5 separate regions of the Mus musculus genome follow, and regions 1, 2, 3 and 4 are each linked to region 5. The links are chromatin contacts, called in public HiChIP or PLAC-seq and promoter capture Hi-C maps. All regions are on one chromosome and are shown on one strand. Each heading gives the region's core, a stretch centred on a gene start, on an enhancer-like site or on the middle of the called end of the contact. The rest is flanking DNA. Distances are from core to core; before and after follow the strand shown.

Evidence for each region. HiChIP or PLAC-seq counts read pairs in DNA pulled down with a chosen protein or histone mark. Capture Hi-C pulls out chosen DNA fragments and counts their contacts.
Region 1: a contact with region 5 is called in an H3K27ac HiChIP or PLAC-seq map of hepatocytes, with 5 times the contacts expected there. The contact joins two enhancer-like sites. A contact is called at or near these places in 1 of 484 Hi-C or Micro-C datasets (the N1E-115 cell line), 5 of 115 datasets of contacts at active chromatin or transcription factors (embryonic basal ganglia, embryonic stem cells, hepatocytes and 1 more) and 2 of 9 other capture datasets (embryonic stem cells and pancreatic islet).
Region 2: a contact with region 5 is called in an HNF4G HiChIP or PLAC-seq map of pancreatic cancer cells. The contact joins two enhancer-like sites. A contact is called at or near these places in 8 of 115 datasets of contacts at active chromatin or transcription factors (embryonic basal ganglia, embryonic hindbrain, embryonic limb bud and 4 more).
Region 3: a contact with region 5 is called in a FOXA1 HiChIP or PLAC-seq map of pancreatic cancer cells. The contact joins the promoter of Micalcl here to the enhancer-like site in region 5. A contact is called at or near these places in 5 of 39 promoter capture datasets (hippocampal neurons, liver, stem cell-derived epiblast-like cells and 1 more), 2 of 15 datasets of contacts at CTCF or cohesin (the NIH/3T3 cell line and large pre-B cells), 5 of 484 Hi-C or Micro-C datasets (the N1E-115 cell line, liver, muscle stem cells and 1 more), 9 of 115 datasets of contacts at active chromatin or transcription factors (differentiating embryonic stem cells, embryonic basal ganglia, embryonic forebrain and 6 more) and 2 of 9 other capture datasets (adipose tissue and pancreatic islet).
Region 4: a contact with region 5 is called in a promoter capture Hi-C map of pancreatic islet. The contact joins two enhancer-like sites. A contact is called at or near these places in 2 of 484 Hi-C or Micro-C datasets (the N1E-115 cell line and nephron progenitors), 16 of 115 datasets of contacts at active chromatin or transcription factors (astrocytes, cardiomyocytes, differentiating embryonic stem cells and 9 more) and 6 of 9 other capture datasets (adipose tissue, embryonic stem cells, embryonic tail and 3 more).

Annotation. Positions count from the first base shown.
Region 1 is chr7:112,513,389-112,518,375 of GRCm38.p6, reverse strand. All of the region lies in intron 1 of Parva (parvin, alpha), which reads right to left. Among named protein-coding and RNA genes, the nearest start is that of Parvaos, 20 kb to the left of the region's middle. Within about 2 kb of position 3,620, at least 7 of the 459 cell types and tissues checked have an H3K27ac peak or open chromatin away from gene starts, as enhancers often do. A contact at or near this core is called in hepatocytes, where this site is marked.
Region 2 is chr7:112,489,939-112,495,026 of GRCm38.p6, reverse strand. All of the region lies in intron 1 of Parva (parvin, alpha), which reads right to left. Among named protein-coding and RNA genes, the nearest start is that of Gm45998, 41 kb to the right of the region's middle. Within about 2 kb of position 3,131, at least 44 of the 459 cell types and tissues checked have an H3K27ac peak or open chromatin away from gene starts, as enhancers often do. A contact at or near this core is called in pancreatic cancer cells, where this site is marked.
Region 3 is chr7:112,372,189-112,377,260 of GRCm38.p6, reverse strand. It overlaps Micalcl (MICAL C-terminal like), which reads right to left and starts at 2,404. Exons shown (of 10, transcript NM_001381862.1): 1 at 1,892-2,404; 2 at 1,172-1,246.
Region 4 is chr7:112,403,001-112,408,363 of GRCm38.p6, reverse strand. It overlaps Micalcl (MICAL C-terminal like), which reads right to left. Exons shown (of 10, transcript NM_001381862.1): 8 at 705-804. All of the region lies in intron 1 of Gm51494 (a long non-coding RNA gene), which reads left to right. Among named protein-coding and RNA genes, the nearest start is that of Gm51494, 8.6 kb to the left of the region's middle. Within about 2 kb of position 3,128, at least 10 of the 459 cell types and tissues checked have an H3K27ac peak or open chromatin away from gene starts, as enhancers often do. A contact at or near this core is called in pancreatic islet, where this site is marked.
Region 5 is chr7:112,824,983-112,830,627 of GRCm38.p6, reverse strand. All of the region lies in intron 2 of Tead1 (TEA domain family member 1), which reads right to left. Among named protein-coding and RNA genes, the nearest start is that of Rassf10, 130 kb to the left of the region's middle. Within about 2 kb of position 4,222, at least 183 of the 459 cell types and tissues checked have an H3K27ac peak or open chromatin away from gene starts, as enhancers often do. A contact at or near this core is called in the N1E-115 cell line, adipose tissue, differentiating embryonic stem cells and 14 more, where this site is marked.

The DNA.
Region 1 (4,987 bases), core at 2,371-4,870, 310 kb after region 5:
AGGACCTGAAACCTAGGATCCTCCTCTCTGGCTGGTCTGTTGTTCTAGATGATGGAGGAAGGGTTTTGTTTTGTTGAGCTGGGGTGGAAGAAGATGGGGGTGATGTGTGGCTACCTCTGGTGCTAATTCCTCTCTTTTGGAAAAAGGGCACTCCAAGTCCCCACTGACCCTCTAGAAGCCCTAGAAAGAGAAATCGTGGGTTATAGTGTCAACCCCACCCATGGTCGGAGGACAAAGGGCATTTTTCATACCTGCCAAATCAATGATCATAATATCATAAGGAGTCTAATATTCTTCCAACTAGCCAGAAGCTAACAGACCCAGTATATGTAAAGTTACCTGATGGCCTTTAATTAAAAGACTATGTGACCAGCATCAAGCTGCGCCCCTTGGATACATTATCCCATTTAATCTATAGGATAGAGAATCTCCAAAACAGAGTTTATATCTTCCCTACTGCTTAACTTATTAGCGCAGAGAAAAAGACAAACCTACAGCTCACACTGTAGGACTGAGCTCAAAGGTCCTGATTCACAGCAAAGGAAATTGAATTAAGCCATGTAATGTCAATTACTGTCATTCATAATCTTATTAGAGCTCCCCAGAAATAATACAGATATCAAAGTCTAGCATTACCTACGTGTTTGATGTAAATAGGATAAAATTATCTAGGTTCTGAAAATATCCAGATAGCAGACAGGGAAAAGAGGGATCTATGTAGTCTTCTGTGTCATCAAATTTCATTAAGCAGGGACAAGGACGTCTACCTCCCTAGGAAAGCAGGTTGTAGAGACTCGAGCCTGTCTGGAACTCTGGGGGGCTTACCACGTGCTTTAAACCACTCAAGATCAGATACCTTCTTGCTTGTTCCGATAAAGTCCAAGAGAAGATTCAAATATCCAAGTGGGCTCAAACCAGATTGGGGGAGAGGGGCCTAGGACAGTTCTCTCATGGGCAGCTTTGAGGGCTCAGGGAATGAAGGAACCACAGAAAATACCCAAGCAAAGAAAATATGACATACTGGCCAAGCCACTGCCAGGCTTCCACTTGCCCATCTAAGGATGCCAGACACAGAGCTGCTTCCTTCTCTCTTCATCACAGGGCATACATTGTTGCCAGACTGAAGGTGAGCAGGGGATTCGCTAACAGCATAGGAAAGAAAGCAAGACTTCTACAGTACAGTAGAGGGAGACTGGCAATAATTTTAAATGGCACCAATTTATAAACATAAGCCAAATTCCACCGAGTCTTGTTTTCTGTGCATCTTCGATGGATAGTAGAATGTATCTACTCCACAAGGTCCCAGCAAAGACAAAAGAAATGACCATGCACAAAGTTCTTGATGGAACACAAATTAAAGGGCTGCAGAGATGAAGTTGGTGAAGTGCTTGCCTCTCAAGTACGAGAATCCCCAATCCCCACTCCCATCTCAAACACACACACACACACACACACACACACACACACACACACACACACGAAAGCTAGGCACAGTAGCACACATCTGATATCCCAGTGAGAGGTCATCAGAGACAGGCAGATCCTTGGAGCTCACTGCCCAGCCACTCAAGAGAGATTGTCTCAAAAACTGGGGAGATGTCTCGATAACAGTGCCTACTCCTCTCACAGAGACCCCGAGTTTAGCTCCCAGCACCCACAGCAGCGTGGCTTACAACCACCCTAACTCCTGCTCCAGAGGATCTGATGCATCTGACCTCTGATGGCTCCTGTGTTCATTTGTATACAGCCACACACAGACACACATGTATCCATGTAATTAAGACTAAGGATGACCCCTGACGTGGGCCCCCGGCCTCCACACACATTCACACAGAGGTATCCACATCTTCACATACACAAACATGCAAACATGCACAAACATATATACACAGTTTAAAAGTCAATACACAGAGGCAGGCGGATTTCTGAGTTCGAGGCTAGCCTGGTCTACAAAGTGAGTTCCAGGACAGCCAGAGCTATACAGAGAAACCCTGTCTTGAAAAAAACAAAACAAAACAAAATAAAATTTAAAAAGTCAATACAAATTCTTCTCATTTACCGTTCTTACTATGGGAGCCGTTCTTACTATGGGAGCCGTTCTCATCAGCTATGGGTTTGTGTGGCCTAGGGCAAGCTACTTTCTCTCCTCTTGGCTTTCTTGGGTTCCATACTCTTGGGGTTTTAGTAAAATAAGGGAATAGTGACCTAATAAGAAGTGACTATGCAGATATGATGCCGTGGAACCATGCCTAGCATGTCAGCTGATAATGGTGATTATTAGTTTGCAAAACATCCAGAGAGTGGCCTTGCTGTGAAGGCATGTTAGCACCTGACACACTCGAAGTATAGCTCCAAGCTCAGTACAGGCACAGCTGACCATTGCACTGGGAAATCCTTGGCTACAGGGAACTGTCTTGCACACGGAGGGACTTAATGGCATCCCTGGCCTCTCTGCTCCATGCCATCCTCCCTGTACATTGTCTATTGTCCCCTGCCAAGGGACATATAAATGGCCCCTAGAGAGAACAACTGATGTGGCTGAGAGGCTTGAAGAAGAGGAGGACAGAGTTAGAGTCTGCAGGACAGAGCGGAAGTGAGTGAGCCCACTCAGCTGTCCACAATGCCGCCTACAAGAGAGGCCCTTCAGTGGTTGGCCATCGATAATATATGACCTTTTTGATAAACATAAAAATCTATTTATTGAGATTGAAAATCTCAAAACAAGTTAAACATCATGAATAACTCAAATTAGAGTTGCTGTAACACACGGGTGCCTTTTCTTTGTTTGGTTTTGTTGGGTTTTTTGTTTTTTTTTCTGTTACATGCAGTTCTCCCCTGCATCAATTCCGATAAAGCTGTGTGGCCAAATGTCAGCTCACACTGATTTACATAAAAGAGCAAGAGAGGAAGGGAGGAGAGGTGGAGCAGGGCAGGGAGGGGAGGGGAGGGAAGGGGAGGGGAGAGGGGAGGGGAGGAGGTAAGACGGCCCAGTGAGCATCTGAGTGGGCACAGGCACTTGCTGCCAAGCTTGACAACCTGAGTTCCGTGATGAGAACTTACTTGGTAGAGCAGGAGAACCAACTTCTGCACACTGCCCTCTGATCACCACAAGCACACGGTGGCATCCATGTGCACACACAGGCACACACAGAAAAAGAAATGAATGCCAAAAATGATTTTTAAAAAGGAAGAAATTGGAAATGGCTCAGTGGCTAAGAGCACTTGTTGCTCTTGCAGAGCACCTGGGCTTGGTTTCTAGCACCTACATGGTGGCTCATTATCAGCACTTTCAAAACTGGCCATGGTGCCTGTCATCCCAGAATTCAGGAGGTAGGGGTGGGAGGTTCAGAAGTTCAAGGCCATTCTCAGCCTCAAAGTGGTCTAACTGGGACACAGGAGACCTGGCTTCACACCCCTCCCCCAAAAGGTCATAGGTTAGGTTTTTCAAAGTTCACATTTGCATTATGAGTGGTCACCATCCATTTCCACTTTCACTTTTAGCAGATTCGTATTTGAGGTTTTAAAAATACCACAACGCTCTATATTATCGATCGTATTGACTTTGGCCACAGTGGGAGGGTTGTGATGTTACACAGAGGCTGAAGCACTTTGGTAGTCAAGTGTAAACAGTTACGTTATAGGGTTCTCATGAGATAGGGAAAGATCCTCATCACCGCTTACAGCAAGGCACTTCTGCATTCGTGGCTCACATTTAGGGAAGACAGCCTATGCACCGCCATTCTGGAAGCCTCTATCCTTATCAGAGGGATCTCTCTAAAGAAGCAAGCAGTAGTCACTTCTGAGATCTACTGTTCAGCACTCTGGGGTCCTGATTGTGTTCTTAGAGTTCTCCATTTGGAGAACTTGCCTCTGGTTAGAATGTCTGAGACCAACAGCAAAGAAACAGTGGGCCAGAACAGGATGCACTTCATCCCAGGAAATGAACAGATGACAAAGTTTAGCTTCTCACCCGATCCTTATAGCTGGACCAGACTAGCTGCCATGTGGTCACCATCCAATAGTGATATTCTTGTGTTTTTGTCAAAATACATCTTCCCACATGTTTATAAGGTAAGTTCGCTTGATGTTTAATAATACAAAGCATTCACTTACCCTGGCTTATTGCAATACACTTGAACTGCCATGCACCTGTTGGTCATTTGGGCTATGTCGGTGTAGCTAGAATTAAGTCAGCTGATCTACCTACCTTCCCTGTCTGTCTCAAGTGTTATTTTCTTGACTCTCTTTCCAGAAGTAGAACTGTTGGGTCAGAAAGGAACATCTTATGATCTCTTTGCTTTTGTAACACTGCTATATAGGAGGAAAACCGAGAAGATAACTCATAATGTCCTCTTCAAAGCCCAGGTGGATATGTGTCCACAAAACTCTGCCCAGGTTAGATTCGATGGCTTTTACTTAGTTTTGGCAATGTAGTAAGCATGAAAGGTTGACTCCCAACTTTTAATGTGAATTGTAAATTTTTCCTCTTAAGACTTGTTTACAGTTTCCATGTGTGACTTGTCTGCTCTTATCCTTTGAACATTTGTTCAATGAAAATGTGTGTGTGTGTGATATGTAGGTACATGTAAGGACATGCATGTGTATGTGTGGGTGCATGTGCATACGTGTGGAGGCCAGAGGTCAACACTGGCTGTCTTCTCCATTGCTTCCCACCTTATTTTCTGAGATAGGATCTCCCACTAAACCTAGTGCTCACAGAGTGGGGTAGACTGACAGTGGATTGGCTCTCTTTCTACCCCAGCACGGGGTTACAGATGAAACCATCACACCCAGCTTTGAACACAGATGCTAGGGATCCAAACCCAGGTCCCCGGGCTTGCCTGGCAGGCATTTATTGCCTGAACCATCTCCGTAGCCCTCAAATGAAGACTTCATCATGTCCTTTCAGATTTTTAATAAATTCTTCCCAAAGTATATGGCTATTGAGATGTTGGTTGTCATGCTTCGCCGTGCCCCGTTTATTGCC
Region 2 (5,088 bases), core at 1,882-4,381, 330 kb after region 5:
GCAAGAAGGAACCCAAGGGGCCCTAACATGGTGCATCAAAGACTTATCATGACCTGGCAAAAGCACATGGATAAACTCCGCCTTTCCCTGCTTCCCACCCGCCTTTGACCATTGCTATGCCGACACTCTCGCATCCTCTTCTAGACACTGACACCGTCTACAAGAGACACTCATTCCTGAAGGGAGGTCCCACCAGCTGCAGGAAGCCCTGCTCCATCACTGGCGAGATTTCTCCCAGGACAGGGGAGGTATAGAGAAGGCGTCACAGGCAAAGATTACCTGCTGTGTTCTGCCTTTCCCAACCTTCTCACCCTAGAGCTTCCTAGGTGTGCACTGAGTGCAGGCACAGGTGCTCCCCAGATGGCTTGCTTAATTTGGCAGCTTGATGGCACTGTACTTCTGACCAAGGCCATTTGCCTGCCCAAGAGACTCAAAGGTAGTCACAGAGCGGCTGTATTTGAAGATTTTGTCTAAAACGTAATATTTCATACTGCTAATAGTAATAGAAGCTTCCTTGTAGCTTTGCATCGCCTTGTTGGTGATCCAGCATGACAGAAGCTTCTAGACACTTTGAAAAAAACATGCCTTCAGGCACCAAAATCTGCTTTTCAAAACGGATCATCTGTGGTGGGAATCGTTTCCGAAACCCATTGTTCAAAGGCTGAGCAGAAAAGCCACACAACAAGGCCAGTGTTGGTTGCTGTCAACTGTCAGTTTGCACCAAAGCCATCACATATTCATATTGACGGCTTTATTTTTCCACCCCAGGCAGGGGTCTGAGCAGGGTCATGAAGACTGATCAAACTTCAGCAAGCAGGGAAGGGAAGGGCAGGTGGAGGGCAGAAGCTCTCCCGTCACACTTAACGGCAATAAATTCCTGACCAGTCCCATTATCTCATGCTGTCACTGTCCCTGTGTCAGCCTGCTTAGCTAATGCTGCAAGGAGTTATGGGTAGTGGTCTAGAGAAGTGACAAACTTTCAAATACTATTTCCTTTCTCGTTTGCTATCTCTACTGCGTTAAAGTGACAAAGGTTACCTAGTGATTTCGCTCCTTGTTCTCTTTATCTTCCTTTTTGTGCTGTGATATAGCTTGAGTCCTCTTGTTTCTTTTTAAAAATTCTACATTAATAAAAATGTGCCTTCAAGGTGTTTTATTTCAGACTAAATATATCAAATCTATTCATTCCCACATATATTTCCCCATTCTGCCACCCGGGAGTGTCCGTTGCTCTTCAGTGATAGAGCGCACCAAGCCCAAAGCTGTGACCTTTCACCTATACTATGGAAAGAGCCTCTGTCTGCTTGTTCTTATTCTGACAAACTTGACCAGCCACTTAAGGTCCAAAGATATAGTTATATAGCCAAGTGGGAGCCACTGTGTAGTCTCTGCAGGCTCAGGATGATCTGGGAGTTTCCTAGTCCCTCCATAAACATTCTAGTCACACCAGAGTAATTGCCCATTTTCACCGGGCCTTGGCTACTCAACTGGAAAGTTGAGCATATTAATAATAGCTATATAGCTGGGTGTGGTGGAACATTCTTTAATATCAGCACTTGGGATGTGGAGGCAAGGAGGATCAAGAATTCAAGGCCAAATTTAGTACATAGTGACTTCAGGTCTGTACTACATGAGACCCTGTTTTTTTTTTGTTTTGTTTTGTGTTTTGTTTTGTGTTTGTGTTTTTCAAAAACATAAATAACGCCTAAGGTGTGTAAAGTCAGAGTATTAAATGAGCTAATACACATTTATTAGATGGGGTACTATTAAGCACATAAGCTAGCTTAGAAAAGCTATCATGGCTAGGCTTTAAAATCTCCCTGCAAACTAACGTGTTGATGGCTCGGTCCTGAGGGTAGTATTTAGAGGCAGGGCTTTGGATACAGGACTGAACTGAGGATTCTATCCTAAGCAGTGAGTGAATCCATTGATGTACACACGATTTGACGACATTATTACAAAAAAGGTAGGGCCTTTTTTTTTTTTTTAAAGATTTGTTTATTATTTTATGTAAGTACACTGTAGCTGTCTTCAGACACACCAGAAGAGGGAGTCAGATCTTGTTATGGATGGTTGTGAGCCACCATGTGGTTGCTGGGATTTGAACTCTGGACCTTTGGAAGAGCAGTCAGGTGCTCTTACCCACTGAGCCATCTCACCAGCCCAGGTAGGGCCTTTTTTGTCCATCTGTCTGTCCTGACTGCTGAGGGAGTCCTCGACCATGGGTTTTGGCTCACGCCAGGCCTAGGTCAATGGAGCCAGTTGACCATGAAAGAAAGCTTATGAATCCATGGCCCTGAATCTTTTCTCCTTCTATTGTTTTTCTTAGGCATTTTTATCATAGTGATGTAGAAAATAGAAAAGTGGCTAGCATACAGCATCTTGGAAAACATATAATCAATTGATTAGAACTCAAATGCCCAGGCCTGGACCACAGGACCTTACCCGTCATCAGGCCCCATCCAGGCTCACCCCATAGAACTCCACCCTGACTCATCATGCTCCAGTCACATACTAGCTTTTGGTTGCCTCTCTAAGGAACAATACAACCCACACCTCAGGACCTTTGCATATCTCAGCTTAACCTGTCATCTGAAAAACCCTGCTCATTGAGAAAACCAACTGCAGGTATCCACACCATTCTCTCCCCTTTATGATACTTAGCACGATTTGTAGCTGTGTAGCTAGTGGTTGGTTGGTTTGCTTAAAACCAGCTTCTGCTACTAGACTGGGAACACCATGAAACCAGGGAAGGCTCTCTCTCTCTCTCTCTCTCTCTCTCTCTCTGTGTGTGTGTGTGTGTGTGTGTGTGTGTGTGTGTGTGTGTGTGTCCCCAACCCTGAAGCTTCCATTCTCAGCTCCCAGGAACTACTCAACAGTTACCCATGCCTTGAATGGAAGAGGATGGATAGACAAATTTGACAGCCTGGAAGATAAGCATGGCCCCTTGTGGAAACCCTTTTGTTTCTTTCTCCTAATGAGTTCACTAAAGCTAATCTAATCCAGCTCACTAAAGCTGATCAAATCCGCCCCTGGCCAGAATCTGGGTTTTGCCTGAGAGTAAGGTGAGAATTACTGAGTCACCCAATTGCTTACTCAGAGAGGGTTTCTGAGTGTTTGCCACATACTTAGCAGCACAGAGCAGCTTGTGTTAAATAAATAAACAGACCTGAAGCCTCCCTCCACCCTGTCCCTACAGGGATGCTGGACTCAGGGGACACACATAATGACACAGGAGGCAATTAGATAATAGGATACAGCTAGGATAATTATTTGCCATGGTGAGTGACACACTTAAGGAAAACACTGGGACACAAGCAGGGAGATATCACTTGTGGGTACTTAGAGGAGCGTGTCCTCAGGACCAGGACAGGTATGCAGGAAGTCACCTTCTGCAAAGTGTTGGGAAGAGGCCACACGAGCAGGTTCCCTGGTGGGGTTGTGTCACTGACCTAGACTGACTAATGGGGGTCCAGTGGGGGAAATGCTAAAATCTCCCAGGGGAGCCCCTAAGACTCCAGGAAGAGGGGAGGTGATAGCTTTTAGGGGCTTTTGTTTGTTCTTGATGAATCATGGGATATCTACCATGTAGCACTTAACCTAGTGCTAACTAGTCTAGGTGGTGTATATTCAACTGTGCTTGCTGACAATCCATGTATACACACACACACACACACACATACATCGGAGAGAGAGAGAGAGAGAGAGAGAGAGAGGGAGAGAGAGAGAGAGAGAGAGAGGAAATTATCTGAATAGTTTAATAAATCATAAATAATATCCTCCCAAAAGTACAGGAAAAAGTCTCAAAATCAGTTACAAGCAATCTCAGAGGACAGAGAATTAGCACCACTGAGGTAATAATTCAAAACTTGTACATGAAATGTTTTGAAATATAAGATTATTCTGAGCGGCTGGAGGCATGGCTCAGCAGTTCAGGGCACTGGCTGCTCTTCAGAGGACCTGGGTTGGTTCCTAACACCCACATGACAGCTCACAAACAGCTGCAATACCAGTTCCGGGGGATCTGACCTCTCTTCTGCCCCCATAGGCACTGCACCCATGTTTACTATACATATACACATACAGGCAAATACTCATATACATAAAATTAAAATAAATCTTTAAGGAATGTTTTAGCAGATATGGAGGAAGCCATCAATAACATTCAACTAACTTACCCCTCCCTCCTTCCTTCTTCCTTTTCTTCCCTCCCTTCCTCCCTCCCTCCCCCTCCCTTCCTCCCTCAACCTGGGGATTAAATTCCAGCCTTCCACACACTAAGCAAGCATTCTACCACAAAGCTACCGTCTTAACCCCTTTAAAAAAGAAATTTGAATTTTAAATAGGATCTTGCTAAATTACCTAGGCTGACCTTGAACTTGTAATCCTCCTGCCCAGTCAGTCTCTTTAGTAGTTGAGATTATAGACATGTATCACTTCCAACATTAATTCTTTATAAGAATTCTTTAAAATCAAAAGATAGGATATTTCCCTCTATAAAGTTAGAAAAGGTGGGCTGCCAAGATGGCTTGAAGTGGCTTAAAAGCACTTGATGACAAACCTGATGACCTGTGTTTGATAGCTGGGACTCATGTGGTGGTAGGAGAGAACAGACTCTTGACTTCTGACCTCCGCACATATGACATTGGCTCCCACATGCTCTACCCCTATACTGGCTGGTTTTGTGTGTCAACTTGACACAGACTGGAGTTATCACAGAAAAAGGAGCTTCAGTTGGGGAAATGCCTCCATGAGATCCAGCTGTGGGTCGTTTTTTCTCAGTTGGTGATCAAGGGGGAAGGGCCCCTTGTGGGTGGTGCCATCCCTGGGCTGGTAGTCTTGGGTTCTATAACAGAGCAGGCTGAGCCAGGGGAAGCAAGCCAGTAAGCAACATCCCTCCATGGCCTCTGCATCAGCTCCTGCTTCCTGACCTGCTTGAGTTCCAGTCCTGACTTCCTTTGATGATGAACAGCAGTGTGGACGTGTAAGCCGAATAAACCCTTTCCTCCCCAACTTGTTTCTTGGTCATGATGTTTGTGCAGGAATTGAAACTCTGACTAAGACAACCCCCAACACTAAATAAAACAA
Region 3 (5,072 bases), core at 1,155-3,654, 450 kb after region 5:
CATTAGTAATGGAATGCTAAAGTCTCCAGGTCTGTCCCCGAAGTCCACCTCTGAGTAGTAGAAGTCTGTCTTGTTTTTTTTTTAGAACCCCTGTCCCTGATGTTTGCCAAGCTCCTATCTCACCTCATGCTGGGAGCTTGCTGAGGACTGACTGAGCGCCCTGACACTGGTGGTACTCAACTGTTGGGATGGCTTTAGCACCCAGGAGGACTGGCCTGAGAGGGATCCTAGCGCTTGTTGTGGGGAGACTCCTGGAAACCTTAGTTCTCTCTGTCCTCTCAGGTTTGACACCTGAAGGAGCTCAGATGATTCAGGTGTCATCTTAGCTTGTTCCCAGGTATGCAGGCCTGGTCTGGCTCCAAAGGTGGCCCTTGGCCCAGGTAGACACAGGAGAAGTGGTGAGTCTGGGGGTTGGTGGGAAGTGACTCATTGGCCAGGAATCAAGCTGACTCGGAAGGAGGAAGAGCAGAAGCCCAAGGCCGTGTTGGGTCAGCCTGGGCAGATGGAGGTGGGAGAGAGAACATGCAGACTAGGGGAGGCAGAAGAGGGTGATGGGGTCAGAGCAGGGTGGACCCTCAGCTTCTCACTCAAGGGTCCTGGAGGAATTCTGTTTGCTGTGTGACTGTGTGTGCATGGTCACTGTAGACACTGTTCCTCTTGTGGGAGCTCTGAAACTCACCCGGGGCCAAGATCTGGAGAAGAAATAAACTCTCTCTCTCTCTCTCTCTCTCTCTCTCTCTCTCTCACACACACACACACACACACACACACACACACACACACTTATATTCTAGTGCAAGCTGCTATCTTCTTGCCTTGGTCACAATGGCATAGAACCAAAAGCAGAGGTGGGGTGGGGTTGGGATCTAGTCCAGTTTCTGGGACAGAACCAAGCACCCGTCTCTCAGTTTCCCTTTCTCATTTCAAACTTGGAGCTCATAGCTGCTACAGCTCTGTGAAACTACAGAATCTTAAGGTGCTGGGATTTCCGAGTAGAGGGAGAGGAATGGAGAGTTCCCAAATCCCTCGGCAATGATTACAGCCAGCAGTGGAAATCAAGTCAAGCTAACAGTTTTCCTTGCCCTTGGATTCCAGGCTAGGCCAGAGAAGATACCATGTAAGGAATGAGCGAGACTGCCCTCCCCCACCCCTCCCCCTGCCCATGACTCACTGGACTGGAATCTTCTTCTCCAGTTCTGGTATTTGCTTGGAGTTGGAGACTGGAGGCTATGGGCCCGCTGCAGAGCTGAGGAGGGAGTAAGAGACCATTAGCTGTGTAGGGGAGGAATTTGTCTCCCATGGCTTACTCACCAAAAGTTAGCAGGAAGATGCTTAGGATGGGCGGAGACACTTCTTATCATAGTGTACTTCTCTGACCCCCCTCCCATTATTCATTAATTCATTCATTCATTTACTCACTCACTCATTCATACACACGTCCATAAAATAATTATATAGGAGGCTGGGGAGATGGTTTGATTCCCTGCAACCCAGATGAAATGCTGGGAGCAGGAAGGAAAGCCTTCCCCAGGAAAGGGCACATTAATGAGTTGCCCAGTGCTAACTGGTCAGGCCTGGAGACACATACTAGTAACACTATATAAACAAGACAGGTTATTTTTAGAAATATATCTGTATGATACAAATACATATATGCATGCAATAGCAATTAAGGAAAAAGGCCATGATTTCAAGTAGAGGAGGGAGAACTGTCTAGGAGAGTCTGGAGGGAGGGAAAGAAAAGGAGAAATGTTGTAATTAGATTCCAATCTCAAAAAGTAACCTGGCTGTAGAGGCATGTGTCTGTAATGGCGGTAGTCCTACAGTGAGATGGGAGAATAGAAACATCAGGAGAGACCCTGCCCCAATAAAGTAGAAAGTGAGAACTGACTCCTGGAAGTTGGGTTCCTGCGGAAGCACTTTTGCAGGGCCCTGTGTGCTTCCCCTCTGCCTGGCTGGGCCTTGAGCACAGGCACTGGCCGCCCCGAACCTCAGAACAGATGTGGCATCCAGCTGCATCCTGTTCCTGTGCAGGGCTCTCAGGCACGGGCCCCCGTGCTTCCATCATAGAGAAAGGAGGGGCGTGAGCGCACATGTGAGGGGCAGAAGGTAGAACTGGGAGGTATGGGGGAGGAAGAGACCCCCAGGAGGGGTCTGGGTGTGGGAGAATGAACAGGGAAGGTTCGAACACAGAACTCTTTGGATCCAACACCTCTCCAGTGAATGTTCTCTCACCTCACTTAGACATCAGCCCACCCCTGTGAGATCCCACCCCTGTGAGATCCCACCCCTGTGAGCTGACTTGAGCACTGCCATGCCAGCCACTACCTGGGTTTCCTTTCTCAGGACCAGAACCTTCAGCTCCTTAGGGTCTCTGCTTTAACCTCAGTGGGATAGTGGAACTGATGGCTCAAGTGCCCCACTGGTGGTAATAGGCCACGTAGGCATAGTTTCACCATAGTGAGGTCATAATATAATAAGAGTCCTAGGTCAGAGGCCCGGCTCCATGGGTTCTGTGAAGCTTGGGTCGAGACATGTCCCAGGAGGCTCAGGTATTTGAATGCTTGGGCACTGAGAGGGCTGGACTCGGAGAATGTATAGCCTCACCCTTCTTCCCGTTCACTTTCTGCTTTGTGTTTGCTATTGGAGAGGTGAGCTCCCAGCTTCTTGCTCTGGCCGCCACCGCTGCTTGCCGCCTGCTGTCAGGCCTCCGTGCCATGCTGGACTCTCATCCCTCTGGAACCGTAAGCCCAAATAAATCCATCCTTTTCTAAGTTTGTCCTGGCCATGGTGTTTTACCCATATGTCAAGCTTTTCCCAGAGAAAGTGAGCAGACGCCATTGTGAAAATGCAGGTTAAGTATTTTAAACACCACAAAGCAAGCATTTGAGCCCATCTCTGGAGTGCTGATGTGAGCTCTGGGTTTAATAGACAAAGATCTGGGTCAGGAGGCAAGAGAACAAAGTCCAGGTGGGGCTGGTTAATCAGTGTTTTGTTCTGGCTCTGCACAGTGACTAGAAGAAACATCTTAGTGCTTGAGAGAACAGGCCACGCCCTTCTCATGATCATGGAGGCTGGGGGTGGGCTGTGTGCGATCTCATCACCGTGACCGTTTGCCATGCTCTGCTGCTCTGAAATCTAAGGAGTGACTGTAGGTTAGAACAGTGACTGGAAACCTGTAGACTTCTTTGGGGGCCTGGAACAGGACTCTATAAGGGCTAAAAGTAAGCCAGGATCACTCTCTTCTTTATGCCTTCAACCTTGGCAGGTGGGAGAGATGGGGCGGGTATCACTTAGTTCAACACAGACGCTTCTGAAGTGATTGACACTCAGGAGTCTGGCCCAAAGCTTGGACAAAGACAGAAGCAAATTCAGGTAGAAAGGCCGGGTTTCCTTGCTCTGTATCAGCCTGTGGGCCCAAGTGAGCAGCAGCATTGGTCTCCTAATTTTGAGATTATAATATAAGCACATCATCTCTCCCTTCCCTTTCCGCCCTCTGGACTGTCCCATGTTCCTGTCCTTGCTCTCTTTCAAATTCATGGCCTCGGTTTTCCCCCAATAATTGTTGTTACACACACACACACACACACACACACACACATTCCTAAATATAACCTGCTCTGTTTGTATATTACTCGTATGTGTGTTTTCAGGGCAATGGGGTCTTGTGTTCTTCCCACTCTTTCTTCCCCTCTCAGCACGCCTTAGTTGACTCCAGTTCTTTGTGTAGGGTTGAGTCCACATGGGCTTTCCCCCCACCCACGTTGGCATGTGGATGTCCTAACTCGGCTTCCGTTTAGGTAGTCATGTTGGTGAGACTTCATGGATGTAGCATCTGACATGACTAGGAAACACAATCTCATTGAAAACATCCCAGTTCTCTGGATCTTACAATCTTCCTGCTCCCTCTGGATTCAGCACTTTTCAGCAAAAGAATCTGTCTGTCTGTCTGTCTGTCTCTTTCTGACTCTGTCTCTGTCTCTCCCCCCGCCCCTTTTTTCTTTCTCTTCCTTTGTGTTTGATATGGTCTCACTATGTAGCGCTGGCTGGCCTGTATCTTGCTGTGTAGACCAGGATGACCTCAGGCTAGCAGCAACCCTCCACCCTCTGCTTATCAAGTGCTGAGAATACAGGTTTGCATACCCACATCGGGCAAAAGAAATGTCTAAGTAACGTTTACAGCAATGGTTTATTGAGCAGTGTCAAACAGCACAAAGCTTAGCTGAGTCCCTTCTCTCAAGCTTGCACTCTGTGTGTACTACTACATAGTAGTATGTTTGCATGTAGGTTTTATGTTCGTTTTTAAAAATGTGTATGAGTATTTGCTTGTATGTATGCCTGTGTACCATGTGCATGCCTGGTGCCCTCAGAGTCCAGAAGATGTGTCATAGTCCCTGGAGCTGGCAGTACAGGCAGTTGTGAGCCACCATCTGAGGGCTGGATCCTCTGCAAGTGCTCTTACCTTCCGAGCTATCTCTCTGGCCCTACTCTGTGTTATTTTAAAGGATCACTGTTGGAGCTCACAGTGCACAACCTGTTTTGGGGAAAGGCGTAGAGGGCAGGAATTTAGCCAGATGTCATTGATCTGATTTCATTGTTGCATACTAGCAATGTTCTTCCTTCTCTATAGCTGTTGTCAAATGACCACTCAAAGATGAAGAAGAACTGACTTGTTTAGGCTGGCACAACTTGGGGACAGATTGCCCTCCTTAGTTGTACTGATTTCTGTCCACGAACTCCATGAATTAGATATATTCGCTTAGTGGCTTGGGCAGGTGCTGGAGCCACTTCATTCACACACACCAGCAAGCTGCCCTGCTGTGCTGCCTAAAGCGCAGGCATGCTGACCTGCATCGATGCACTTGGGATTCTTGTGCCAGTGCAGACACTTGATCTTGCTCTAGCCCACGGAGCCTGGCTCTGGGATGGTAGAGATTTAGGACCATGCCTTTGACGTAAGATTAATAGACACCACTGAACTGGGTTCTCATGCTTTGGATTTTAAGTGTCCCTAAAGGGCTAGCGTGTGAAAAGCTTGGTCCTTAGCCTGTGATGCTGGGGAAGGCGGTGGG
Region 4 (5,363 bases), core at 1,879-4,378, 420 kb after region 5:
GGATGGCTTGCCTACTTCTCACCTGGTTCAGAACCCTGGCAGGGAAGAGTGAACCAGCTCTAAAGTCCCCAGATGACTTCTCAGAGGTGGAGGAAAAATGAAAATGCACAGTGTAATTCTGGAGTTTAGTGGTTTATAGCCAATGCTATTTTCTCTTTCTTCAGAATGATGTGTGGGTTTGGTGCCCTTTGTCTGGTGCAGAACTCTGTGATGAGCTAGGATCTTTCTGACCATTTGACCAGGTCACCAGCCCTTTCTCCAAGAAGACACACAGACAGATTGAAGACAGCCAGGGTTCAGCCTTTCTTTTGTTAAAACCACCAGGAAGTGGTCAGGCAGATTCCCCATGGTTCACACAGAGGGGCCAAGCACAGATTCCCCACTGATGGTGTGTGTGTGTGTGTGTGTGTGTGTGTGTGTGTGTGTGTGTAGAAGGTAGCCAGGAATAGACCGGCTACCTTCTAGCTCCTGACCTGCTACTGAAATCTATTTTAGCCACTGAACTCTGCAGAGAGAGCAGACAAGTAAAGAGTCTTGCCACTAATGCCAGCATGATATGCAAGACACAAAATACCAATTTGCTTCAATCACTGTTCCGTATGCACAAAGAAGAAAAACCCTGGGACTCCAGCCAAGGACGGTGAGCCACCCGCTCCCGCTACCAGGCTGTTAGCACTCACTGTTATCTGTGTTGCTTTACTTACATGATCAGTAGCTCCGACTCATATCGCATTAATTTATTCTTCTCCAGAACCAGCTTAAACCATTCCTGCAAAAGCTGGGCTTCATCCTGTGTCCCTGAATCTGCTTAAGAAATCAATGGCAAATGGGTTAGATTGGCATTTCTCGCCCCATGATCAAACTGCTTCCGAGCCACTTTAGCGGGCCATGTTTATGGCAAGCAGGGCTCAGCAGGAAAGCAGTTCCTGGCACCCTGTGGATGCTTCAAGGTCATGGGCATTGCAAATGAAACCCACCTGAGCCTGCTCTGGGGGAAGGCCTGCTGGGCATGGAGGATAGGACTACTTCAATTCCAAGGTCGCATGCCCGTGATGGCTAATGTCCTTCCTATAAAGGACTCATCTCCTGCCTACTTGTGTGTCCATGAACTGATGTCTGTTTCTGCATCAGAGAAGCCCTAGCTGCCCGGTGGTGACCTTTGTTCATGCTCTTCACCCCTCTGCAAATCAAACTCCTAACGAGTGCCCAGGTGGTGTGTGGTCCCTTCCCAGCCAGGGATGGTCACACGACACTTGATCAAAGGCTGGTGACTGGCATTTTGATTGTTTTCCCCTGAAGAAAAGCCAAATGATGAAAAAATACAATTAGGATTGAATCGAGTGAGAGATAAATGTGTACTCCTATATCATTAGAGATACTCCCTTTTATTGAACATAATTATGCACCAAGTGCATGCCTGGTGCCCACAGAGGCTAGAAGAAGAAACCAGATCCTTGAGAGTTGCTGTGTGCACCCAACACTTGGGTGCTTTTAGTTACAGAGACCTCTCTCCAACCCCTGATTCAAGATCACAAAAGTATTCTATTGATTTGGTTTATATCAAAGCCAGGGTTTGAGTGATTGTTATATTTGCTATCTCTAGACATTTGGAGAAGGTTCTGTCTATCTACTGAACAATAATATTGTCCATTAATCTTCGTGACCAGATCAACTCAAATCACAACAGAGAAACCTTGTGGAAATATAGAGGAGGTAGGGAGATTCTCACACCTTTGTCCTGTGATCCAGTTACAGACATGGTTTTTAACAGCCCTGGTCACTGAAGTTCATATTTATTTACAAAGGAACCCTGGCTTTCCACAATAGCAATGGTACATAGGTGCTCTGTGTTTCGTTTAGGTAGCGAATCTTTCCTTAACTCAGTTCAAGACTTGGTATGCATCTCATTACATACCTTGCTGAGTGTGGAGAGGGGCACCTGATATCTTAGCACACGGAAGGCTGAGGTAGGAAGATCGCCACAAGTTCAAAGCCAACACAGTAAGTTCCAGGTCAGTCTGGGACTATGTAGTAAGACCCTGTCTCAGAAAATTAGCAACTAACCAATTAATAACTAAAAGACATTAAATACCACCCTGTTTGTTCTTCTGTGATAGGGAAATCTTTTGCCCGACTGACAAATTTCTTTTTTAGAAAACGTTTCTGCGTGGATGAGTGCATATGAGTGTGGGTGTCCTAGGGGTCTAGAAGAGGGGCATGAATGCCCTGTAGTTGGAGTTTTAAGTAGTTATGATGTGCGCACTGGGAAATGAAATCCTGTCTTCTGTAAGAACAGTATATACTCTTAACCTTTCCTCTGTGGGGCACCTGTACACACACACACACACACACACACACAGGCACACACACATTTAAGAATAGTAAATTCTTTTAAAAAGAATCTAAATTCACAGCTCTTCTATTTTATCATCCATCCAGAGACAATTTCTTCTAGATGTTTGTTTAATGTTTCTATATTAAGAACCATTTTCCACGATAGAGAAAACAGAAAAGCTGCAAGTTGGAAATGCTGTTTCTCCTTATCGTCTAACAAGATACCATCTGCCACCAGCCCTGGGCTTCCCCTTCCTTGTCCCCGATCCAAAAGAAACAGCTTTAAAGCACTATTTTACTGTTTGCAGAGAATCTTTCGGTTTTGTTTTTCAAATTCAATTCGCTCTGCTACACGGACGCGCCTGATCTACTTAGGCAATGATAGTCACCTGCATGATGTGTCCCTGTGTCCCTGTTTCCATCTCATGTGTCCCTTATGGAACTCCTGTCACGGTGGAGACATTTCCTAGATGTCACAGCGACTTCCCCCGACATGTGTGGAGCAAACACAAGATGAACTGAGCCACTTAATTTTCCTTTATCAGCACACTAAATTTGTGATCTTATTGGCTTTGGTTCAGTTTTTTAAAGCCTTCTGTTCTTTAGCAGACAAAGTCGTTTTGGGGGACTCTGCAGATACAGCTTCTTGTAAGGGTTTACAGGTGTCCCCCGGAGGCTCCTGTAGCTGAACATGTGACCTCTAGCTGTTTTGAGAGTTTGTGGAATCTTTAGGAGGCCAGGGCTGGCTGGAGAAAGTGGGTCACTGGGGGCAGGCCTTGAGGCTTTAGAGCCTGGCTCCACTTCCTGTTTATTCTCTGCTTCCTGAATGCAGATTCCATGTGACCAGTCACCATGCCTTCCCCTCTCTGCTTTCACTCCTTTTCAACCAGTGTGCCTTCCCCATCATGATGCACTCAATCCCCCAGAAACCATAAACCCTTATGTTTATCTTGTCAAGGTATTTTATACAGGAGAGTAACTAAGATACCAGGAAACCCGATTTTTCAGTGTCAGATATGGGGAGATCTTGCTCTCTTAATTCCAATAGTGCACTGAAGGGTTTGTCCCACAGTTTCTGCTTATCGATTGTCCCCTATCACATTCTGCCCTCGTGGGGCCTACGAAGCTTAGGGAGCTTTACCTCTCGATGTGGGTATGTGGGGAAGGGCATGGACTTCTAGGTCAATCAGGCTTGTGATATTCTCCAAGTCACCTCTTCTCTCTCTGCCTTGGTCTTCCCCATGTTTTGAAATGAGGAGGCTGGCGGTGCTACCTCGAGTGTTGGTTAGGGCTGCTAAATGAGAAGGTGCGTGGGGAAGTGTCAGCACGATGCTCTGTACATAGTAACACTTCAGTAAACTGCCCCTTTGCTCCTCAGTCTGCCTCCCTGTGTCTAGGTGTACAGCTCCATCAGGGTTAGTTTCCATTCATCTGTAAAACTCAGCGAGGTGGTTAAAACAAAACAAAACATAAAACTTTGTCTTCTAACAACTTGAAACCACCAGCAGCACCACCTTAGCGGTACTTTTCCTTTTCCGGCTCATACAATGGAAATGGACCATCTACAAAGACGCGAATGCATGGTGCCTATCCAGGTTCCTTGCTTTCCTGTGTCTACCATTGTTTTCCAGTGGCTTCAGCTGTCACAGGCAAAGCCCTTCCTCCACAGAGCAGTGACTCCTGACCTGGAGGGCTGTGTGACCAGAAGGCAAGGTGGCTTCTGGCCATGACCAGGACAGCTCAGTTATTTAACTCTTCCTCTTCCTCTTACCCTCTGCTTGGATCTTCTGTCAAACGTCTTTGCTCCTGAATTCTTATCATGGATCTTTTTAGACACATTGGAAAGATTTCACTTGCCATAGTGAAATCAACACTCAGTGTCTGGGCAAGATGGTGCCCACCCCCAGCACTTGGGAGGTAGAAGCAAGAGAATTGTGGGTTCAAAGCCAGCCTGAGCCACATGTGATTTTTGTCTGAAAAAAAACAAAACAAAAACAAAAACCAAAAAACCAACCAACCAACCAACCAATCAACCAAAACAAACTAGAGCTTAACACAAACAAACTTGTTAATTGTCATTTATAGTGACCTAGTTTTCCCCAAGAGTGCTCTCAAAACTACAAAGCAAATTACGTCAGTCTCTACTGAGATCCAGTGACCCTCAGCATCAAATTCAAGTGACCAAGCCTGGTGTACCCTAGTCTTTGCTTACCTGGGCGTGACTGGCATACAGCGTCCAGCTGTTTGTTTTCTGAATGTAAAAATAGCAACAACAACAAAAATGTGTACAATCTGTTTGAAGCCATTCTGGTTTTGTGTATATTTTCCTCTTGAGGGACTGCCATGCCCCTAACTGCTTGCAGATTGGTGTGTGGTTTTACCAGGTCCACTCTTGTTCGCCATCTGGCTCAGAAGTCATTCTTTAGATGTGACTATTTTTTCGCCTCCTTAGAATCTGTGCTAATCTACTGTTCACTGCAATCTTGTTAACACGCTGGATATGCTTACTGGTGCTTGCTGGCATTCGAGTGGTTATGGCGGAACCCTCAATGCGCTGCGTGGGGCACCTTCCTCAGAGTGCCTGTGGTTTCAGGCCTGCCTTCTGTACTCTGGGTTTTGTCTATACATGGCAGGCAAGTGCTTTAGCAATTGTGCTCCAGGTCAACCCACGTCCTCTGACTTCTCATGAGCTCCAGGCTCAGTTCACAGCTGTCTCGATCGGCCTCAGGCCCCAGAGTTTAGAGTATAACTGTCCCCACAGCTCCTTGCATACTTTAAGGATGATCCACAGATGTTTGCTGTAGGGTTTCAGGACTAAGTCCTATTGCTGAAAGATTTTTTTTTTAAATCCCAAGTAGATGTTGAATTTTTTATTACATTTATTTATTTATTATTGTGTGCACACACTTGTGAGGGTCAGAGGACACCATGAGGGAGTCAGTTCTCTCCTTCCATCATGTGGGTCCTGGGGACAAAACTCATTGTCAGAACAAAACTTGGTGGCAAGTATCTTAAAGCCCCGAGACAGT
Region 5 (5,645 bases), core at 2,973-5,472:
ATTTTCTAACTGCTACTTCATTATGAAGAAATGAAGATATACCAGTTACCTTCTCATCCCCCAAACAGAGAGCGCGATTTATCCTCAGTGTGTCAATGCACTGTCCATGCCTCACAGACAGAAACTTACAATATAGTTCTGGGATAGCCAATCCACAGCTTCAAGACCTTCAAGGTTCTGCTGTCTCTTTAACAGCGTGTCCTACAGTGTCACCATCTGTCCCCACACTTACCGCTTTCATGGCACCCCACCACCACTACCATTTAATTCACTTTACCATCATACCGTTCTAAAGGTACTCACAGCTTCACTATGCCCCAGTACAGTAGGACAGTTAGCACCAGCTGTCAACTCAACCAAACACCCAGGAAGAATATCTCAATGAGAGAGGGACTGTCTACATTGGGTTGGTCTGTGGCACACAGGGAAAGGCCCACATCACGGTGAATGATACCACTTTTATGCGCAATAGGAGTGGAAAGACTGAGCTGAGAAGCAAGTAAATGACTGGGCAGGTGACGGGCCTAGTTATTTGAAGGCCTGCCACCTTAATTTCCCTGCTATGATGGATTAAAACCTGGATTAATGAGCTTATTTTCTCCTTAGTTATCTTTTGTCAGGGTAACAGACGAAAACAGGACAGATTGACAATCAAAATCCATTCAGGTCCACCTCAGGGTGTGTTTTCTCAAAGAATCCCATTGGAACCACAAAAGTCATGGCATATGGGGGTAAGGGGTGGGGCATGGGGTGGGGCGGGTATGAGTGGTGAGCCAGGTGGTGGGAAATTCCCTTGCAGGGAAGAGCACAGGATTACAAAGCAAATGGAAAGACTCAAAAATTGTGAGTTCAAAACAAGTAGCTTAGTGCACGGGAGGAATGATGGCTGAACTGCCACCCTAGTCCTGTAGCTCTTCTCTTCCTGGTAGGCGATCGGAGCATCCTGCTGTCCAGGGACTTCAGAACAAAGGTGGTCCCGATAGTCCCTTTCAACTGTTTCTTTCAGGCACACGTATGTTTAAGTTGGGTTCTGCTAATGGTCTGAAAATAAGATGCATCACCATATTGATCCCTAGTTGATGCTGTGGTAGGGTCTCATGAGAGAAACGGCCCATCTCTGATCCAGGTTAGTACTACTAAGGGACAGCATTGAGGCATTCCTGCCACGGAGCTGCGTCCCCTTCCATGATGCACTGTGTTCCTCAAACCATGAACCACAAAAATCCTTCATCCAATAAGTTGCGGTGGGCAGGTATTCTATTTAGCAAAGCCATGTGAAGAGTAGCAAGTATACCCTTCCCGTGTCTATTCTGAGGGAAACGTGAAGTCCTCCACGGAGCACTCCTGTATGGGGATCTTGTACAGCTCCAGGAGGACGAGGAGGGAGCTTTCCCACACCATGGCTCCGCTTTCCATATCTCTGTAGCCATGCTCCCCTAAAACACTCTTGCTCTCCTCTCTTGCTTGCAAGCTCCTATTCACTGCATTCATCCCAACTGCCTTACAACTTCCAGGTGGTCCAAAGGCAGCAGAAATGAAACTGGATATTTATTTATTTATTTATTCCTTCACACCCAACAGTAAGCAGTGCGCCCCTGCTGTGCCTGAATTCCCCACTTCCTACAGCAGAGACTGCTCTACAGAGTCCCCTTGCTTCCCTCTGACCCCATATTCAGCACCTTCCAACTGCACATGCCAAAACATGTTTTTTAAATTAGTTAAATGAATAAACAAAGAAAAAGCTCAAGGATCATGGAGGCTGGGAAGTCCCAGCATCATCACCTGGACTCAAAAGTCCTTTCTGTTAACAATGTCAGAGGTGCACACAGTTGAGACCTAACACTGCCAGTGTGGCCACCACTTGCTCCTTCCTTCTTCATGCCCCACCCCCCCACCCCCACCCCCACAGAAATAGGGACCCAGTCCAAAAAGAGAGCTAATCTCAACCTTAACCCAGGAAAGCCTCGTTAATGAAAAACTTCGCTAAGAACACTCTGTCTGTTTGTTAACTATTTGGCCTTAGAGAAGTGTGAAATCCACACATGAGAAGTGCTAAGAACCACTGGTCTTCACGGAGACTCTTTACTGACGCACTGATTCACATTCTGGGCGTGCCTGCTTCCAGCACTGAGCCTAGGGCAGGCCCACCCTCTACCTAGCTTGTTTGCTGCTTTTTTTCTTGACTCTCTCCCTCCCTTCCACATCCCTCTTTCTTTTTTCTTTTAAGTCTCAATATGTAGCCCTCGCTGGCCTGGAATTTGCTATATAAACCTCAGAGCCCTAGATTGAGGCAAGATGGTCTGCAGTGCTAGTATCGGGCCAACTAAGGTGGGAGGGAGGGAGAGCTGCGCTGAAGCACAGCCTGGGGACACAAGTGCTGGGATGCTGTCTCCCAAGGTCACCTGGCTCTGGGCCATGTGACCTGATGTTACTTCCAAGCCCTGTGAGGTCAAGCTAGAGAGAAACCAGTGGCTTGGAAAAAGTCCTTCGTGTTTAGACAGTGACTGATCACATTTAACCACATCACCTCTCTAGAAGGAATATGGAATTCGAGAGAGTCCATTGCTTTTATACCTATTATATTTCTAATTACCCAGGTACCACAGATATCCTCCCTACCTTGCAAAACAAAACAAAAACCTAGATGTGCACACCACCTTTGGCCTTACCCGCCACTTTCTGCACACACTTCCCTGACACACCCTTTTTCCTCAGCACCTGTTGGGAGCTGTTCCTTTTGGATAAAATGACTAGCCTTCACTCTTTCCTGCCTCTGTGGTCCACCCAAAACTGCTGAACAATAATGTCTAAGTTCCTAAGACACCACGGCCTAGGACATCATGACCACTAGAAGGACCTTTTGATCACCAGTTCCTGACTCTCTGGATACTGTACAAGAACTGCCTGGTGATATGGTATACGGATTTGCCCAATTTCCTTGACAAATTCTGGGCTTCATGAAAGCAGGGGCCATATTCTGATTCCAGAGACTACTGTCTTCCTGGCTCACAGCACCTCAGGAGAGGCTACGATCGGCCGCCATACTGATGCTGGTTTCCATCTCTTCCTGTAACACTTTTACTCTGAAGAGCAGCACGGTGGGGCAGAAGAAGCAGTCATCTGATGTGTTCTCTCCACGGGGAACATGAAAGAGCTCCATGCTGGCAGAAGAAGGAAAAGCCAGGGCTCCCGTCCTTAAGGTACAACAGGATCTGGGTGGAAAGACTGTGGAATACTGAACTACCTGTGACTTTCCCTCCCCTCTGAGCGGCAGGTGAGACAAAGGACCAGAGGTAGGATGAGTGTAATAAACTCAGAAAACTAAGAACCTTGTATCTTCAGAATCCATTCACCCATCCGCCATCCATCCACCCACCCACCCACCTACCCATCCATCCGGCCGACACAGGGCCTCCCCACGATGCCTAGGCTGGTGTTGAAAATTGTCTATGAAGTTATCTCTCAGTCTTAAGCCTGGAGTAGTTGGCTGAGAGGCTTGTATTGGGACACCTGGCTTTCCTTTTTTTTTTAAAATTCTGGTGGCCTTCATAGCTTTTAGAAGTAGCATCTGCCCCAATCCACCTGACAAAAAGGTAAGTTGGCCTTTGAGAAAATACTTTCCAGGAAACATCTTTTCTTCACAACAGGTCAAACAGGTAAGAATCAACTCACTAACTCAGGGCCATATGCTGGGTATCCATAATGTTTTCTAAAGATAGAAGGACTATACATCTGCTAGCTCACCCACTACACTCAAGAGCCCATGCGTCATAGCCTTATATGGCTCTAGCCTTGAATTCTGCTTTGTAAAGATATCTCAAAGTGAAATTATCCAGCAAACCCTCGTGTGGATAGAAGGTTCCACAAGTCAACAACCGCTTAAGCAGTTTAAACCAACAAGCAAGATGCCTTCTATTTAAATGCTATGAGCGAATCTATTTTAAGCCTTTAAAAATCCTCCGGGCAGGTGTTTAAGCTGTGTACTGACTGCGCCTGTGGAAGCTCTGGGGTGGGGGATGGCAGGCTCTACTCTCCACGCAGGCAGCGTTTTGTTCAGACAATCTTCCTGCTGCAGGTCATGTGACAAAGGGCAAATAAACAGCATCTGGGGATTTTCAATTACAGACCTTCGCCCAGCATGCCTGCACTGTAATCTCTACCAGATGAGGCCCAGGCCTCCCTATTTTCAATAATTCACACACTGTGTACACAGAACATGACAATAAGGGCATTCATGGTGCGGCCTGATTCGCAGATCAAAGCTAGCAGAGGGCCAGGAGGGCCAGCTGTAAGCAGGCTCGGCTGCTGGATGCTTCGTGCTTTTCACAGGCTTGGAAAGGCTCTCCCCGGGACCTGGCAAGCCGGCCTCTTTCCTGAGTTGTATTGCTGAGCAAACTCTGAACTGGAATGGGGTGCCCTCGGGGACTGCGAGAGAGGCAGCCAATCCATGTGTATTTGGGAATGCTGGGAAAGCCACACAGCTCTGAGCCACTCCAAGAGCTGCCTCCTGGCTGGTGCACGATCAGGGTAAGAGTTCCTAGGACGGGTGGTACCTAAAAATATTCGGTCTAAAAACACTGTATGATACCTGGACAGCCTAAACCAGGCACTGTGTCTTCCCATTTAACCTGCAAGGCCACCCTGAGGACAGGTGACAAAGAGTCTTATTTTAAAAGTGCGTCATAGAACCTCAGGTGTGGGAAATCTAAGATAAGACATTCATTGTTACTAGTGATAGCTCTACAGTTAATTAACTCAATTCACTCACACGTGGTGACCAGTGTGCATTTAGCCACTGTGTATTGCGCACATGCACACACCTTGATGTCTAAACGCACAGGCTTCTCAAATCCTAAACATTCCAGATCCTGCAGAGGAGACTCTAGTAGGGACAGGACTTCCTCCTCCCGAGATTTCACACTATTCACTGAGGGCAGGAACCAGGAGAAAGCCATAATGGTGACTTCCTCTTTGCAAACACACGCTGCTCACCAGCTGTGACTGTAAGTCCTTCCCCCTTTTCTCTCTCATTCAGAATGGTTTCCTCCTAATCACAATAATTCTGAAAGTGCTAAAACATATCAATCGTTGGCTAAGCCTCGCCTACAAAGGGGCCAGCCGGCTGGCTTTTATGGCCTTGTCCGCAGCAGCTGATACTTCATTCAGCGACAAATCCAATTTGGCAGTTACAAGAGGGTTAGCATCCCTGAAAAACTATTGGGGTTGATCTGGCGCTCTGAGTAGACACATGCTCCCTCCCGGACATGCTGCTCTGCGGGTTTGTCTGCGGCCATACTTGGGTGTCTAGAAACAATAGTCTTTCTTGCACCCCCAAACACAACCCCTACGCCTGTACAATCTGATGGTGGTAGTGGTGACAGAGGAGGCAGCAGCCAGGCTAAGTGTTGGTGCAAAGTGACTAGTGGGCTTTATGGATGGACTCACTGACAAGGGAAAGTAGTAGTCACTCTACTTGTCACAGATTCCTAATACTGGGCAAAAGGAGATTGCTCTTAAATCTTTGTGTTTTAGGCCAGCTCTAAAGATGAGAAAATGTTAAGATTTTTTACCATTTGAATAAAATCTGCTTTGTAATAAGGACTCAGAACTAACCGAATCTGAAATTAAACTGCTCTTTCAAACAT